3 separate regions of the Pan troglodytes genome follow, and all the other regions are linked to region 2. A link is a contact called in public Hi-C data. All regions are on one chromosome and are shown on one strand. Each heading gives the region's core, a stretch centred on a gene start, on an enhancer-like site or on the middle of the called end of the contact. The rest is flanking DNA. Distances are from core to core; before and after follow the strand shown. Region 1 holds the start of GMNN (geminin DNA replication inhibitor). Region 2 has its middle 29 kb from the start of RIPOR2. Region 3 holds the start of C6H6orf62 (chromosome 6 C6orf62 homolog).

Region 1 (2,700 bases), core at 66-2,565, 290 kb before region 2:
GAGAGAGTGAATAAAAAATCTTCATGTACTCATCCATACTAGCCTCAGCAGTTATCAACACAAGGCCAATACTGTTTTATTCATACCAGTGGTTCTCAACTGGGGATGATTTTGCCCTGCGGAAGGTTATCTGACAAGGTCTGCAGACATTTTTGGTCTTCACAATTGGGATGTACTCCTGGTAGCTAGAGGGTAGAGGCCAGGGATGCTGCTAAACAGCATACAATGCCCAGGACAGCCCCCACAACGAACAATTTGCCCAGTCTAAAATGTCAATACAGCCCATACTGAGAAAGCTTGATTTACACCTTTTCCCTTGCTTCTCTCTATAATTATTTCAAAGAAAATATATGGTATAAAATTTCATCTGTAATTACCATTTATAGGTAGAAGCTATTACAATAAAACCCACAATATTGTCATTACAACTAATCTCTTTTTTTAACCCATTGCTAATCAGGTAACCTTAAACAACTCATATCTTACCATCCCAAAATATTCAGTCAGCGTTCAAATTTCCCTTGGGTATTTTTTTAAATACAGTGTTTAGTTCAGACGAGATCCATACATTGCATTTGGTAATATGTCCCTTATTTGTACTCGATAACGCCTTCCTTCTGCTTTTTATTTTTAAAATATTTTAAAATTAATTTTTTTTTGAGACAGGGTCTCCCTTTGTCTGTAGTCCCAGCTACTCGGGAGGCTGAGGCAGGAGAATCGCTTGAACCCGGGAGGCGGAGCTTGCAGTGAGCCCAGATCGCGCCACTGCACTCCAGCCTGGGTGACAGAGCGAGACTCCGTTTCAATTAAAAAAAAAAAAAAGAAACAAAGAAAAGGCTAGACGTAATTATTACCAAGGTGTTTCTGCTCCTTCAAATTGCAACAGCAGTTGTAATTTCAGTGCCTAGAACAGTAGTAATTGGCACGTATAAGGCGCTCAATGAATAGCTGCAGGATTAACTGATAATCGGTTGTCTCCTGAACAATTCCTACTGCACCACACCATAGTCAAAACACAAAAAGCCAAAATATAAAAGCCCCTAATACAACTACGAGTCCGTGGAGCCAGGGCTTTACACAAATATATGTCGTGTACTACATATTAATATATATGCACATACAATATTTTGTTCTTCCGGTGCTAACGACTAATGGAGGCAAATCTTTCTCCCTTTCGTAAAGGGCTAAAACTTTGCATTTTTAGGAAGTTCCAAGAGCAGGGTCGGAGGGGAGGGTCAAAGGGCACAGCCCGCAGAAAACCCCCACGGTCCTCAAGTATTCGCTACCGTTGACCGCGCAGGCGCAGGAAGGGGCGGGGCCGAGGGAAGAGGCGATTCGCGGGATCCAGAGGCCCCGCCCCTCGTGTGCGTCAGTTGGTCACGTGGTTGTTCGGAGCGGGCGAGCGGAGTTAGCAGGGCTTTACTGCAGGGCGCGCTGGGCACTCCAGCGACCGTGGGGATCAGCGTAGGTGAGCTGTGGCCTTTTGCGAGGTGCTGCAGCCATAGCTACCTGCGTTCGCTACGAGGATTGAGCGTCTCCACCCAGTAAGTGGGCAAGAGGCGGCAGGAAGTGGGTGCGCAGGGGCGCAAGGCGCACAGCCTCTAGACGACTCGCTTTCCCTCCGGCCAACCTCTGAAGCCGCGTCCTACTTTGACAGCTGCGGGGCCGCGGCCGGGGTAAGGGCGAAGGGGTTGTTGAACGGTCGCGGGAGCCGGGGCGGGGTTGGGAGGTGAGTCGAGGGACTGCCCCATTGGCTGGGTCGGTTTTGGCGCGCTCTCACTTCCGCGCTTCCTATTGGCTGGCTGGCGCAGTTCCCGAGGCGCGCGCCGCGGTTGGTAGGTTCGGACGCGCGGGGCCACACTGCCCGCCCCCTAGCCTGGCGCTGGGCCTCCGGGACAAGTTGGCTGGGTCCGGGCTTGGGGAGTGCAACGCGGGTAAGGGACTCAGCCTGGGCGTGCCAGCTGTGGGGATGAGGCGAAGCATCCATCCTCTTGGCAGTTAAGTGGCTGGTCCTGATCTGAGGGATCTGCAAATTTGGCTCATGGAAAGAGGTGGCTGAATCCTGCGTCTCCCATTAAACGGATACTGGCGTTGTTGATACGGGTTTCGCATGGACCCTGTCCTGTGCCAGGGTTTTTAATCTAGCTATTAAAGGATCTGGAGAATAACAAGCAAGTAAGGGTTGCAAGGTCGCTGACAGGCGTGGGAAACTTGTGAAGGATTAGAATGCTAAGTGGCTTTCAGCTTTTTTCACACTAAGGTACGTTTTACGTCGCAACCTAGGACACAGCTATCTAACCAAATGAGACGTTGATGGAAGCAATGTTTCTCGTCTCTTCAATTCCATTCTGTTCAGTTGCATTTTTCTAAGCAGTGTTGCTCATGACTCACTAAATAATTTCGAGATCATGGCCCGCGACCCGCAGTTTGAAGAACATTGCGTGGGGTCTGTTTACTGGGGCCCGAACACCATTTTCTTAACATGAAATAGAGTAGAAAATAGCAGGATGCCCGCACAAATTAGATTGTTTTGTTTTCTAAGCTTTTTTTTTTTTTGAGACGGAGTCTCGCTCTGTTGCCCAGGCTGGAGTGCAGTGGCAGGATCTCGGCTCACTGCCACCTCCACCTGTCCGGTTCAAGCGATACTCCTGCCTCAGCCTCCCGAGTAGCTGGGACTACAGACGAGCACCACCACGTCCG
Region 2 (2,700 bases), core at 93-2,592:
GGAAAATATCCCTTCCTTCCTAAAAATGGAGACAACTTTCTGGGAAAATAAACATTTATTGCTCAAAGGTCTGTGGGTTTGAGTCCACCTTCACCTGCATGTTTAGCCATGGGAAGATCTCTAAGACAGCCATACTAAGAGTGTACCTGCCTGCCCTGGATGCCAGGAGGCCTTGAAGTCCAAAGCCAGCAGGGCTCCCTCCCTCTCAGCCATGGACCCCGGGGTCTTGCAGTGATACAGGTGGTGGCTGATTGCATCTATGAAGCCATTGAGGAATTATTAGTGTGAATATTTCATTTGGAAATGCACTGCCTAGGAACAGGCATGGTCCTAGGATGAGTTTCTATGAGGTCCTAGGATGACTTCCTTTGAGTGGAAGAGGTCTCCTAAATCTTGGGTGAAGAATGCCTGGGTGAGATAGGAAGGAGAGATACATTTTTTTTCCCTCTCCCTATAAAGAGGCCTGGATTTGAGAGCAGGAAAGAATGATTAGGAGTTCTGTGCATCCCAAGGCACCCTCCTGTGAAGGGAGCCTTAGAGATGGGTGTGGTGGGGCATGCTTGTAGTCCCAGCTACTAGGGAGGGTGAGGTGGGAACACTGATAGAGCCCAGGAGTTTGATGCCAGCCTGGGAGACATAGTGAGATCTTCCATCTCATTCAGGAAGGAAGGGAAGGAAGGGAAGGGAGGGAGGAAGGGAGGGAGGGAGGAAGGGAGGAAGGGAGGGAGGAAGGGAGGGAGGGAGGAAGGTAGGGAGGGAGGGAGGGAGGTAGGAAGGGAGGAAGGGAGGGAGGGAGGGAGGAAGGGAGGGAGGAAGGTAGGAAGGGAGGGAGGGAGGAAGGGAGGGAGGGAGGAAGGAAGGGAGGGAGGAAGGAAGGGAGGGAGGAAGGGAGGGAGGGAGGAAGGAAGGGAGGGAGGGAGGAAGGTAGGAAGGGAGGGAGGGAGGAAGGGAGGAAGGAAGGAAGGTTAGTTTTTCACCAAAATAAGAGGAAGTCATACTTAGCATAAAACTTTAATTTTTAACCTTCTGCTCTGTAGTGTCCTTAAATACCCAAAAGCTTCGGTGAAGCGTGCCGCACATCAGCCTGCAAGGCAGTGGGGTGAACAGGACGCTACAGGGTGGAGGGGGTATCTGTGTGAAGACCCAAGGGCGAGCTTCCAAGGGACCACTGGGACCCCAAAGGAAGCCCCTCTCTTCCTAGATACATCAGATGAAACAAACTCTTGAAAAGGTGAAAGGCAGCCGCTTTAATTACTTTGAAGTCCTCATGGAGTCCACAGCTACAGCTTTCAAAGGGGCAAAAAGGAACTAGTGTGCCGGCGGCAGGGGTTTGATGTGGTCCTCTTCCGCCACCTGTCGACAACATAGGCTCATTGCAGTTTCCTAATGTACCTACTTGCAACTGTTCAAGGTAGCATTTTCTCCATTCAAATTAAAATTGAGTCCACAGGGAAAATACTTATTCTTACAATTCTAGTTTAACTATTTTTTTGGTTCAACTAACCTTGATTTTTAGCTGTTAAAATAATATCATGGCCATGACAAGAAGGCAAAGTTCTGATATCTTTTTTCTTACGTTTGGTTAATGCTTTAGAATATATGGAGGCACTGAATAAGGTTTTCGTTGTTTCTCAGAAAACATTATCCCCTTAAAGGTGTTGAAGGCATTTTTGGAAAAGAAAGAGTGCACGAGTAACATTTGCAAACAGCAGAGTGGTAGCTTCTGCAGAATTAACATTGTGGAGCACCATGGGAAATATATGTTTAGGGAGAACACAGAAGACTGTCCATGTTACATGGGCCTGCACATTCACTGGAAGACTGAGATGCATCAGAACAATTGTTCATATCCTTTGATTCCATAATCCAATTTCAAGAATTTTCTTGCAAGAAAAGAATTTAAAACATGAAAAATGTAATATGGATGGTATTCTTCATAAGATTGTTTAATAGTCAACAATTGAAGAAAAGTTGAAGCTATGGCTCATTCAGAATATGGAATATTATAATTATTTTAACATGTAGTAATATGAAAACATGATGTCTAAGAAGATATAAAATATCTAACTAAAAATAGAAATATTTAATAAAGCTAGAAAAGAATACTAAAAATATTATAACTGAGTTACAGCGGTGGAGTTAAGGGTTTACAATGTTATATATACTAATGTTTTTGTTTTTCTAATTCCACAACAAATATAAAAATGCTTTATAGTAATACATTTACATGGTACAGAAGCATATAGAGTAAGAGGTAGAAGATCCCATTACCTTCCTGTCTTTCTTCTCCCTGTTAATAGATTGGTGTAAGTGCTTCACATCTTTGTCCTTGGAGTTACACACACACACACACGCACATGCATGCACACTTACACACACCCACACATGCACATATACATTATATATTATTTACAGGCATACCTCAGAGTTATTGTGGGTTTGATTCCAGACCCCCACAAGAAAACAAATATCTCAAGAAAATGAGTCACACACAAATTTTTTGGTTTCCCAGTGCATATAAAAGTTATGTTTATACTATACTATAGTTCATTATATGTGCAAGAGCATTATGTCTAAAAACCAATTATATATATAAATTTAAAAAATGGTTCATTGCTAAAAAACATGCTAATGGTCATCTGAGCCTTCAGCGAGTTGTAATCTTGCTCCTTGAGGGCCTTGCCTTGATGGTGGTAGTTG
Region 3 (2,700 bases), core at 30-2,529, 340 kb before region 2:
GTAAATGGGAAGGTTCAGTGGGGGAAAAAAAAGAAAATAATTGTGTTAATATTACTTCTAAAGTAAGCCCACCCACCCTCCCCCCAAAAAATTAAGTTCCCGGATTAGCTCTCTCACGTTGAACAGACCATGTTTCCAGAGTTTGAATTGTTTAGGGTGGGGTCGTCAGTTTGTTTCCCGAGGGGCAGGGGGTGGAATTGAGGCAGCTAGGGCGGGGTGGGTGACGGGGAAATCCCCTCCCTGTCCCCGCGGAGCCCGGGACTCACGGACGACTCTAGGGCGGGGTTTGGGCCCTCTAGCCGCAGCCTGCGGGCGGAGCGGTGGCGGCGGCGGAAGAGGCGGCGGCGGCGGGGGCGCTGCTGGTAGCACGGGCAGGAGCCATGTCAAGAGAAAACCACCAGCCAACTGAGCCCCTCCATCCCCGCTGCAGTGCGCACCGTGACTGGACCGCCCGCGCTGCTGCCGCCGCTCAGCCCCCACCTGGGACCCATAGTCTGGCTCGGCGCCCTGGGCGGCAACGGAGGAGAAGGACGCGGAGACAGCAGCAACAGGGAGAGAAAAAGAAAAAGAGGAAAAACAAAGAGAAAGATGGGGAGTTGGATTGGTACTGGCGGCGGAGGGGAAAGGGAAAGGAAGCCCTGCGCTAACGGTCAGCAAAGTAACCCCCCAAAATAAAGTTATTTCAGTTCAAGCATCTGCTCTTGAGTCTTTTTTCCCCCTACAGTCGGATTCCGGCTCTCAGGAAAGGTCGAGGAGACCCGGAGGGGGGAAAAGCCGAAGCGGTTGGTGAGCGTCCGCGGCGGTACTGCCTCGTTCCCCCCCCCGCCGGTGGCTGCAGAAGCGGCGAAGGCCTCGGGCGCCTCCCGGGTCCGGGGCAGAGTCGCGTTTGAGAAAAGAAGCGAGAACAAACAACTTAAAATGGCAGCGACGGCCGCTGCGTCACCCGCCTCTCACCGGCACCGCCCCGGTGTGACTGCGACTGCGCGCCCTGCGGGACCCCACCATTTGCGCAGAATCAAAGGGGGAGAAAGGATTAGAGGTGGGAAAGTTTTCAAGGTTACCGAAAAAGCGGAAAACAGATCAAGAGTACGGAATAGGGACAGGTCTTTTAAAAGTGGAGTCTTTGAATTTAACCTCTCCATTTCAGTAATCGCCCCTCAAAAGGGGAGTTTGAGAGTTGAGACTCCTCTCTCCTCCAGTATGGAGTATCCAAGGGGCGTGGAAAGGGGGCTCCCCGCCACTCCTTCCGCCCCCCCTTCTTCAGGAAGTCCCAGTCTCCTGAGTTGGCTCTTCGCCCCGCCCCGATGTCGTCATAAAAGCACGTCCTCAACCATCCTCAACAAAACACCCGGATGGAGTCGCACTTCCCGAGTCTCGTCAGCCTCTCAGAGTCAGGCTGGGCGCGGGACAGAGCCGAACTAGCAACCTGGGCGGGCCAAAACTGCGGAAGTCGGCGGAGAGTGGGCGAGGGTAGGGGCGGAGCAAAGAAGGAAAAGGAAAGTGTGTGTTGGAGATTGGAAGATTCTTATTTCGATTCTTATAATTAGTTAGTCCTGGGGGTCGGCCCCGCGGTATCCTGCGGCAACAAATCTAGAACTCAATTCGACACCTGGAATTTAAACGGCGTGCGGGAGCAGATGTCTCATGTTAGTGCTAATTGCCTCTGTCCCCACCCCGCCACGTGCGCAGGCAGGGAGGGCGGTCCTCAAGCTTCGAACAAGGTCAAAGACGCTGTTCAGACGTTGCTGCTGTGGCTTAGGAGAGGAGCAGCCCAGTCTGACTCGTGGATTTTTACCCACTGCTGTCAGAACACACTTTCTGTTAGAATCCCCCAAGACCTCAGACCTACAGCCTGCCCTTTAGGTGGTTCACTGTCTTCATCGAAACGTTTGCCGCCGAATCGCACGTCCTTGGCACCAAAAAGCGTTGAGTCCATTTTTCAAAGCTCTAATGTGCTCTTTAAAACACAGTTATGTTAAGTACTTAGCAAAGGTCAATACTCCACATAAGCAATGCTTTTATATTCATTGGCTACTCTGAGATTTTAGAAGTCCATTGGGACCCCAATTACTACTTTTCACTTCGTGAAGTCAAAACAGATCAGCTGTAATAACATTATTTCAGCCATGAGCCAAAAGAATAACTGGTACCCACCCTTCAATATAAATTGTCCAGAACCAAAGGATGAGAGTCCTGAGATTTCCAAATAACTTCTAATCTCGGAAGATACAGCTTGCATTTTGCTAGTGCTTTGCTGATTTGTTTTCAAAATCATGTAACCATGGAAAGCTCACAGAGATAAAACAGAAAATGTCACGTAGTTTAGAGCGTTGGTTTAAAAAAGAAAGATTTTTAAAAGTAAGCCGAGCATGGTGGCTCACGCCTGTAATCCCAGCACTTTGGGAGACCGAGGCAGGCGGATCACCTAAGGTCAGGAGTTCGAGACCAGCCTGGCCAACATGGTGAAACCTCGTCTCTACTGAAAATACTAAAATCAGCCTGGCTTGGTGGCAGGCGCCTGCAGTCCCAGCTACTCGAGAGGCTGAGGCAGGAGAATCGCTTGAACCCGGGAGGCGGAGATTGCAGTGAGCCGAGATCGCACCATTGCACTCCAGCCTGGGCAACAGAGCCAGACTCCGTCGGAAAAAAAAAAAAAAAAAAAAAAAAAAAAAACATGAGACATACAAGCCAGTATGATCT

Evidence for each region. A called contact is a pair of places that touch in the nucleus more often than the background predicts.
Region 1: a contact with region 2 is called in a Hi-C map of stem cell-derived neural progenitor cells, with 2.8 times the contacts expected there. The contact joins the promoter of GMNN here to the enhancer-like site in region 2. A contact is called at or near these places in 1 of 7 Hi-C or Micro-C datasets (stem cell-derived neural progenitor cells) and 1 of 1 datasets of contacts at active chromatin or transcription factors (stem cell-derived excitatory neurons).
Region 3: a Hi-C map of stem cell-derived neural progenitor cells shows a contact between it and region 2, with 4 times the contacts expected there. The contact joins the promoter of C6H6orf62 here to the enhancer-like site in region 2. A contact is called at or near these places in 1 of 7 Hi-C or Micro-C datasets (stem cell-derived neural progenitor cells) and 1 of 1 datasets of contacts at active chromatin or transcription factors (stem cell-derived excitatory neurons).

Annotation. Positions count from the first base shown.
Region 1 is chr5:30,746,000-30,748,699 of NHGRI_mPanTro3-v2.0_pri, forward strand. It overlaps GMNN (geminin DNA replication inhibitor), which reads left to right and starts at 1,316. Exons shown (of 7, transcript XM_001171928.6): 1 at 1,316-1,676.
Region 2 is chr5:31,036,624-31,039,323 of NHGRI_mPanTro3-v2.0_pri, forward strand. No RefSeq gene overlaps it. Among named protein-coding and RNA genes, the nearest start is that of RIPOR2, 29 kb to the left of the region's middle. Within about 2 kb of position 1,343, at least 1 of the 24 cell types and tissues checked has an H3K27ac peak or open chromatin away from gene starts, as enhancers often do. A contact at or near this core is called in stem cell-derived neural progenitor cells, where this site is marked.
Region 3 is chr5:30,692,604-30,695,303 of NHGRI_mPanTro3-v2.0_pri, forward strand. C6H6orf62 (chromosome 6 C6orf62 homolog) reads right to left here and starts at 1,280. Exons shown (of 5, transcript XM_009450597.5): 1 at 1-1,280.